Linked DNA regions of Triticum aestivum: region 1 is linked to region 2. The links are chromatin contacts, called in public Hi-C maps. All regions are on one chromosome and are shown on one strand. Each heading gives the region's core, a stretch centred on a gene start, on an enhancer-like site or on the middle of the called end of the contact. The rest is flanking DNA. Distances are from core to core; before and after follow the strand shown.

Evidence for each region. A called contact is a pair of places that touch in the nucleus more often than the background predicts.
Region 1: a contact with region 2 is called in a Hi-C map of leaf, with 4 times the contacts expected there. The contact joins the promoter of LOC123043279 here to the promoter of LOC123043276 in region 2. A contact is called at or near these places in 2 of 5 Hi-C or Micro-C datasets (both in leaf) and 1 of 1 datasets of contacts at active chromatin or transcription factors (leaf).

What each region holds. Positions count from the first base shown.
Region 1 is chr2B:29,765,040-29,769,149 of IWGSC CS RefSeq v2.1, forward strand. It overlaps LOC123043279 (disease resistance protein Pik-2), which reads right to left and starts at 1,337. Exons shown (of 3, transcript XM_044465687.1): 1 at 1,183-1,337; 2 at 89-1,083. The coding sequence starts at 1,044.
Region 2 is chr2B:29,604,791-29,608,848 of IWGSC CS RefSeq v2.1, forward strand. LOC123043276 (phosphoglycerate mutase-like protein 1) reads right to left here and starts at 2,260. Exons shown (of 10, transcript XM_044465683.1): 1 at 2,177-2,260.

The sequences.
Region 1 (4,110 bases), core at 87-2,586, 160 kb after region 2:
GTTCGTAATTCATATTACACATATTCAGGATTGTACTCATTAAGCATTAATCAGAGAAAGCAATAAGGGTCTGATGTGTGCAAGGTACCTGCTGTCATCAAAGTGTTTCCCGAGATCTTTCTTGAGCTTATCCAGCTTCGTCTCACCACGCGTTTCCTCTGACGCGCCGGCGCTGCAGCACTTGGCCGCCAATGCCGAGGTGCCTCGCTTGAGCCGACCGAGTACGCCTCCGCCGGCTTGCTGCCTTTGGCCGCTGGACTGCGGCATGACTTGATTCTTGATGTTGGTCAGGACAGCGTTGATGTCGGAGCTCTGAGACACGTTGACCATGGCGCGGTGGTCGAATTGGTCCCCAAATTTCCGGTACAAGGCGGTAGCAATGGTGGTCTTCCCCACCCCTCCGAACCCAACAACATACAGCACGCCGGAGGTGTTCTTGTCGTTAGTCAGCCACTCTTCCAGCTCTTTCATGTGGTCCTCCACCCCCACCGGATCCTTCATGGCGACGAGCTCAAGGCTCGCCTCCTGGTTGTCGGCGGCGTCGAATCCAGCAGCGGTGCCGTTTCCGGCATGAGAACCCTCAGATCCGCCGGCAGCCTCCGGGTTGTTGACGCCGTACCTCTCCCGCCGCTCCCCGATCTGCTGCGCCCGCATCTTGAGAACGGAGATCTTGGAGGCGACGTCGCGGCGAGGCCACCATGTGAGGACCTCGTAGACGCTGTTGGCGAAGTAGTAGCAGCACATGTCGGAGCGCAGGCCGTGGAGGCGGTGGGCGGAGTCGTCGATGCAATCCTCGATGTCGTAGGTGATGTCGCGGATCTGCTTCATCCAGTCCTTCATCCGGTGGCCGTGGCTCTGGACTTGGCCGGCGCTGACGGCGGTGAGGTCGCGGAGGAAGGACTGCATGCTGGCCAGCTCGTCGTTGATGTACTGGAGGTCGCCGTTGACGCCCCGGATCAGGGTGTACTCCTGGGCGAGGAGGACGCCCAGCTTGCCCATGACGGACTTCATCGTCGCCTCCGAAGCTCCCACCACCAGCTCCATGGCTGCCGGCCTTGCTGTTCGCCTGCCGATCGAGGAGAGCTGTGCAGAGATTTGGGTGGAAAACAGAGGATGGTTAAGTTGGAATGGGTGAGGAGAAGCAGACGATTCAAGCGAAGCCCAATACGTCGACTAGGAGACCTGCAAAAAAAGAATCTGCGGAGGAGGCGGCTGCCGGCGGCCGGATTGAAGGTGCCTCTGGCCGGCGGCTGCGGCAGACCTCTCTGTCTGTTAATTATTTGGGGATTGGATTTGGGTTTTTCGGCTAGCACAGCACGGTGGCCGTCACAAAACGGGAGGACATTGTTTTTTAGCATACCTTGTATGTATGAAAAATAAGATTATACTGTACAATTCATAGGTATTTACATTGTAATTTTTTCGAAACTAGCTGCCCGTACATTGGTATGGAACAATAATAAATTATATAATTAAGGGATGTTCGGTTTCAAAATACACCCACATCCAATTTTGCTTAAGAGAATAGTTCTCCATACACGAATAAGAGATCGAAAACACTAGAAAGCTGATGCCGGAGCTCTGAGACACGTTGACCATGGCTCAGTGGTCGAATTGGTCCCCAAATTTTCAGTACAAGGCGGTAGCAATGGTGGTCTTCCCCACCCCACCGAATCTGGCAACATACAGCACGCACGGAGTTGTTCTTGTCGCTAGTCAATCACTCTTCCAGCTCTTTCATGTGGTCCTCCACCTTCACCGGATCCTTCATGGCGACGAGCTCAAGGCTCGCCTCTTGGTTGTTGGCGGCGTTGAATCCGACAGCAGTGATGTTTCCGGCATGTGAACCCTCAGACCCACCGGCGGCCTCTGGGTTGTTGACGCCGTACCTCTCTTGCCGCTCCCCGATCTGCCGTGCCGTCACAAAATGGGAGGACATCGTTTTTTTAGTGTATTGTATATATGACAAATAAGATTATAAAATTCATAGGTATTTACATTGTAATTTTTTTGAGTTAGCTGCCCATACATTCCTACGGAACAATAATAAATTATATTATCAAGGGATATTCCATTTTAAATGCACGCATGTTCGGTTTTGCTTGAGAGATAGCTCTCCATACACTGAAATGGGGTCGAGAACACTAGAAATCTCACGCCAGATTTTTAAGCGTGACAAATCTGCTGTTTTTCAAGGCAGTACATATTGACGCGGTGATGACTAGTTTAGCTTCAAGCGCAGCAATTTTCTGATAAAAAATAAATTGAAGCAAATTTGCAATGCTCGTCAACTCAATTGCTATCCTCAGAGAACATAATTTGTCATGAAAAAAATTTGATTTGCCATGATAAAAAATCTAACGTCGGATTTGTAGTGGAGTCCCAAAGAATATATGGATTCTTAAGAGGAGAGGAGCCGTGGTGTTATTTTTTGCCGCACATGTTGTTAGTCTTTCTTCGTACCTCTCCCATCTCCGCCTACCACCCAACCTTGGTCCACTTCGTGTCTTTCTACTGTAGCATGCAGTTTTCATCACGTCAAAAACATCCCATTTCCAATAGCTCACTTATATGAAAAAAACAATAACATTGATAGTGTCCTAGTACTATACTCAGTACATCAAGAAATGAGGAAAATTCAACAAGATACACTGAGCGACATCTTATTTATACTTAGGTCCTCTTTGATTTATAGGATGGAAATATCATAGGAACAGAAAAATGAGATCACATATATCCCAAATTTCTATAGAAAAAGATATGTCATTTGCAGGGCCGTTTCTGAGAATTTGGAGGCCCGGTGCCATATCAAAGTTCAGACCCCGGTCACTAAGAAAAGTCGTTAGGGAAAGAAGTTTTAAAATTTACCATATGCGCAACACAATTTTTTTCAAGAGCTATGTGGTGCAAAAAAAAGGTGCAAAATTATGAACTAATATCTACCAATCTGTATTTTAGTTGGAACGACCAATCTTTCTGAAACTTTTTCCCACAAAACTTCAAGTTCATCTCCATTACAGAATTTCAAGCACAATTTTGGAGTGCTACCTTTTTAAAAATAACTCCCGTCCATTTCATTTTCATTAAAATGAAACCACCAAAAATGACCGTTGTCCTTTGGTAGTTGAAGTGATATTGTAACAATTTAGGGGGGGAAATCCACATCAGCAAGTAGTGTCATCAATGATGGCATTGGGAAGACCAAATGCAAAGAGTGAAAAAGGCATGCGTCCCCAGAAAGTAATCAGGCTAGTCGTAATGCCAATTAAGCAATTTTGATGAGGTGACATGTAATTAAATAAAAAAATAGATGGTGGAGTATCATATCATGATACCGTATCATAACAAATGCTATGCTAATATGTGTCATGCATGACAATAATAAAGTCATCTATGATACTATGCATTAGGGAGGTACGTAGTATCACATACTAGTATTATATACATGATACTAACTTATAATACTACCCATTACAAGCAGCCTCAAGCGAGAGAAGACCAAAAGACCTGGAAAGGTTATCAAGGAGTAAATACTCTGCGTAGCTCGTGCTTTGTGTTCCCGAGTGAATTGGCTACAATTTCTTCATTTATAGATCGCTGCAGTAAAAACTAATTTGGGGGCCTGTGCAGTTGCACATCCTGCACATGTGCCCGTACGGGCCGGTCATTTGATTCGTAGGATAAGAATCTTATCTGAGCTACTATTTTTGTTTCTTTGAAATGTGAAGGATAGGAAACAATCATACATAGAAATAGAAAGTTCATTCCTACTTCCTATAAAAACATGGAAACCATTTGTACAAACCAAAGGCTCTCAAAAAAATTCCTATGAACCAAAGAAGGTCTTATTATTCTATCAACATTCCAAATTGCCAACACAGTTTGTAGTTCTTACAATACATCTCATGTTTTGACAATATATGGATAGGCAACAAGACTTCTCCCCTTCCCTCTTGCAGTAAAATCATGTGGTGTGATCGTAGTGGTCTTAGGCAACATGATTAACCTTCAAATAAGAAAATGATAATTTAATGGTCAAATTCTAGCTAGTAGAAACAGGAGGACATCACCTTATTGCATTTTATGCGAGAATATTACCTTGGTTTACAC
Region 2 (4,058 bases), core at 1,010-3,509:
GATGGGAATTGGATCTTGCTTGTGCGCGCCTGCCTGCCTGCCTGGCTTTGCTTGCCGGTTCCAACTTGTTCTTCTACCTAGACTGTGGACTTGATCGCTTTCTTCCTCTCTGCCGACCTCCTTTTACTTCGGAACGGTCTCTGTCGTTCGCTCGCTCGCCGCCGGCTTCTCCTTCTCCCCGCCGTTTCCCAGTTCCGATATTTTCCTTCAAAAAAGCGTGCGTGTTCGTTCAGCGCTTTCGCCGCCACGCAACCGCTCTCTTCCCAGATACTACTACTGCTGCTAGTGGTAGAGTAAACGCTCGCAGGCCGATGCTCCAGCCGACCGAATATCCATGCATATTTCCATACCCGAATATCTACAATCGCATTACCATATCTTTTTGTTTTTTTGGAGTATCCAGTCCACACCGGGCATCACAACTCACAAAGTGGCCCGCCTGCCTGGCCACAGCGGAGAATCCAATCACGGGTCAGGGCCAACCAACAAACTTGTCCGTTCCAACGGGCCAAAGCAACTAGACTGAATCACACAAGCTTCCATTCTCACAGGTAAAACGGCATTGCGTTCCGGTACGGTGGTTGCTTTCTTGATTATTCATCGCCTTGTTTATCTAGCTAGCTAGGCCGTCCGTATGATATGCTTGATCCCATTCATCAAAGGGGACAGAACAGCCGGTTACAGAGAACAAACACAAGTGTTATATTATTACTGTCCCAAATTGAGCATGAAAACATCTACAAAATGGAAATCTTGCATACCGCTGGTTCAAGTGGTATGTGGATCACCAGTAATGCTACACATACAGGATTATACAGGCTTTTACAGGTCGACTTGAAAATAATGTGACGTGAAAGTTTGTGATTGGATTTTAGTTGCCAAAGCAGGCCCCACCCCCTGAAAATCAGGTGTGTGGTGTGGGGGTGGGGGGGGGGGGGGGGGCAGTGTTTAGTTTGTTGGAAGGTCCTTCTACAGGCCTGTAGGTACCCGTACGTTTAGCATTTTTGGTGGATCACATGCAGTGTGAATCCTGCTCCTGGATGCCGCATGCATGACAGATACCCGTGCATGCATGCATGCATATATAGAAAGCCAAAGCGAAGAGAGAAAGAGACGACAAGGAAGGAAGCATCTATAAAGCGCTTAGTCGGAAGCATCTATATGGGCGTGTTTGGTGTCCATTTCACCCTAGCCTGGCTCAATGTGGCATGGCTATGTAAAAACAGTCTAAAAGCGGCACCTAAATGCGGAGGAAGAGGACGACGAGGCGGCAGATCTCCATCGTTCGTTCGCCGTCGCCGTCGGCTCCTGGTTTGGATATTCCTTAGGGTGTGCGCCTTCATTCGGTCACCGTACGTGGGGGCCGGCTTGAGCGTTCTTGGTCGCCACGCAACTGCTTTTGCGATACTACGATTAGGACATGGCAAACTGCAAGTGGTTGGTCACATTGGTTGGGGTTGCGCAAGTAGAGCAAGTAAACGCTCGCAGGCCGAGGCTGCTGAGCGTGAGGCAGTATCATGCGGAGCATTCCCAAGGTATACAAAGCTAATACTAAAACTTGAGAACATGATCCCATGAAAGAACCTTCTCAATCTCCGAAAGAGAGCAACAACGTAGTATTCCTTAAGAGTTTTCTCTTGACACCGCGGTATCTGGGAACAAATTAAGGTTCCTCTGATTGAACTGCTCTGGTTCTTACAGCAGTGTGCTCTGCATCCAACCTTCAACCTGCCCGGGTTGCTCTGTTTTTTCTTTCCCTTTCTCGGCGGTCGGCGGCGCGGGGCGGCGGAGTATTATATAGGAGTACCATCGGCGATTGTGAGTATACGACGAGGGAGAAGGTGGTGATCGAACATCAACATCATCAACCCTTAAAAGAACCGCTTATATATAAATAAACAAACAGATAGTAGTAGATACCAAAGGCAAATCGAGGAGAGAAAGGGACGAGAAGAAAGGCATGACGCGGGGAAGCAGGAAGCGCATATTCGGAGTCGGAAGCATCTATCTGCGCGGCGCGGCGGAGGCAGATGGATAGATAGATAGATACGAACGCCGACGACAGGTAGAGGTCGCGGAGATGTCTGCCGCCGGCGGCATGGCTTGCAGAGGCCATTTGGTAATATAGTAGGACTAGCAAGGTTGCAAGGAGGACGAGGCCGGAGCGCAGACGTACCTGAGGGGTGGTGGAGACGGCGGGCGGGGGCGAGACAGAGGGAAGAGGCAGCGGCGGCGGCGGTAAAAGAAGTAGCGGGAGGGGCATGGCGACCGGCGTCGCGTGGCCTCTATTTATCTAGGATACGGTCGAGTTGGCACGCGGCTGGCGCTGGCCTGTCCGTCCGTCTGTATGCCCGGGGCGCTTTCTTCATCCCTTCCTTCCTTTCGGCCGACCTCTGCTCCGTTCGCGTTGTACGGCTCACATAGCAGGGAGACGAGGAGTAGTACGCGCCTCATCGTTCCTCCGTTTGGATATTCCAGCCAGCGTGCGGCGTGTTCCTTCCGTCGACTCACCGTGGAGCAAAAATGCTACACTCACGCGCCTTTACGGGGCTAATACGGACTAATCAAACTACCACCTTCTAAATCCAATCCCAACCCTCCACGTTTGCTACTCCGTGAACTCGGTAAAAGGGCTGCCTGTGAGTCTAGCATTGCTCACCGTGGAGTGTGGCGCCAGCGCTTTCGCCTCTACGCAACTGCTCTCTTTCCCTGTCGAATATCGGTATTTCCATGCGCTATATCCCTACCGCCGCATTACTAGATTGTATTTCCTCCTTTTTTGTATATACTCCAGCACACAAGTAGCAATGAATATCCAATCCACAAGTGGCCTGGCCACAGCAGAGAATCGAATCGAGTCAGACTCGAATCACGGGTCAGGGCCAACCAACAGAGTTGTCGTCTGTTCCAACAACGGGCCAAAGCAACCAGCCAGCCTAAACCCCAGCCAGAAGCTTCCTTAATAATTCTCCCCGGTACACTGCACCTGCACCTGCATTTCTCAACTCTTCTTCTCCATCGGTGCTTTTCTTATTCGCTCTCTAGCCAGGCCGTCCATGTGCAGATATGCTCCCCTAGCAGTGCTACTACAGTACGTACCGTGCCAACACAACGACACAGCCAGCACATCAAAATGGATGAGAGTACAATACTCCACTGGTATATCGGATTATTTGTACTTACCAGTAGTATATGATGAGAAGGCGGGGAAGAAGGTCTACATCGGGGATGTAAGCTAAGCGCTTGCCAACAAGACAGACCCTCTTTTCTTATCTTAGTAATAAAGAATAAAAGAGATACTAGATAAATAAGGATATTCATGTATGTATGTGAAGGCGGATCCTCTCAAGCTAAAGCTAAAGCGAGGAGGGAAAGGGACGAGAAGGAAGCATCGGTGTGACGGCATGCCATGCAGATGCAGGAAGAAGACGATCGATCTCTCTTTCTAAGGCCCCTTCCTTCCTTCCTTCCATGAAGAGGGAAGAGAGAGGTTGGAGCGCGGCCGTACCTGGTAGGGGGAGGAAGAGGAGCAGCGGAGGAGGAGGAGGCGACATGCGGGGGCGAGGTAGGCCGGCGGTGGTAAAAGTAGGGGAAGGAAGGAAGGAGCAACGGGAATATGCGGCAGCAATGCGTCCCGTGTCGCCTCCTTTTCGGTTTATAGGGCTCAAATTTGAAATCTCATTTACCAAGGCAGATGATGAGTGGAGGAATATATCTCATACTTTACAAAACTGACCAAATTAAACTAATGCATTAACATGGATTAATTACACTGCATGCATGCTTGGCCACTAGACGAGTGGGAACATTGCATGCATTGGTGAGTTTCTTTTGAATTATTGCATGCAAAGATTTAATGCGCCTCGGAATCTCAATAGAAGATGGAGATGAGCCCTTTAATTCGAAAAAATGAATTTTTTTAAGATAAGCCTTATAAACCCGACAGAAGGGAGTACTCGCTCAGGCCTTTGCCAGTTGCTGCTGCTGCGAGGCAGGCGTAGTATATTGGATCTTGTCCTCGATCCAGGTTCAGCCCTGTCGACCTCCTTCGTTCTCAT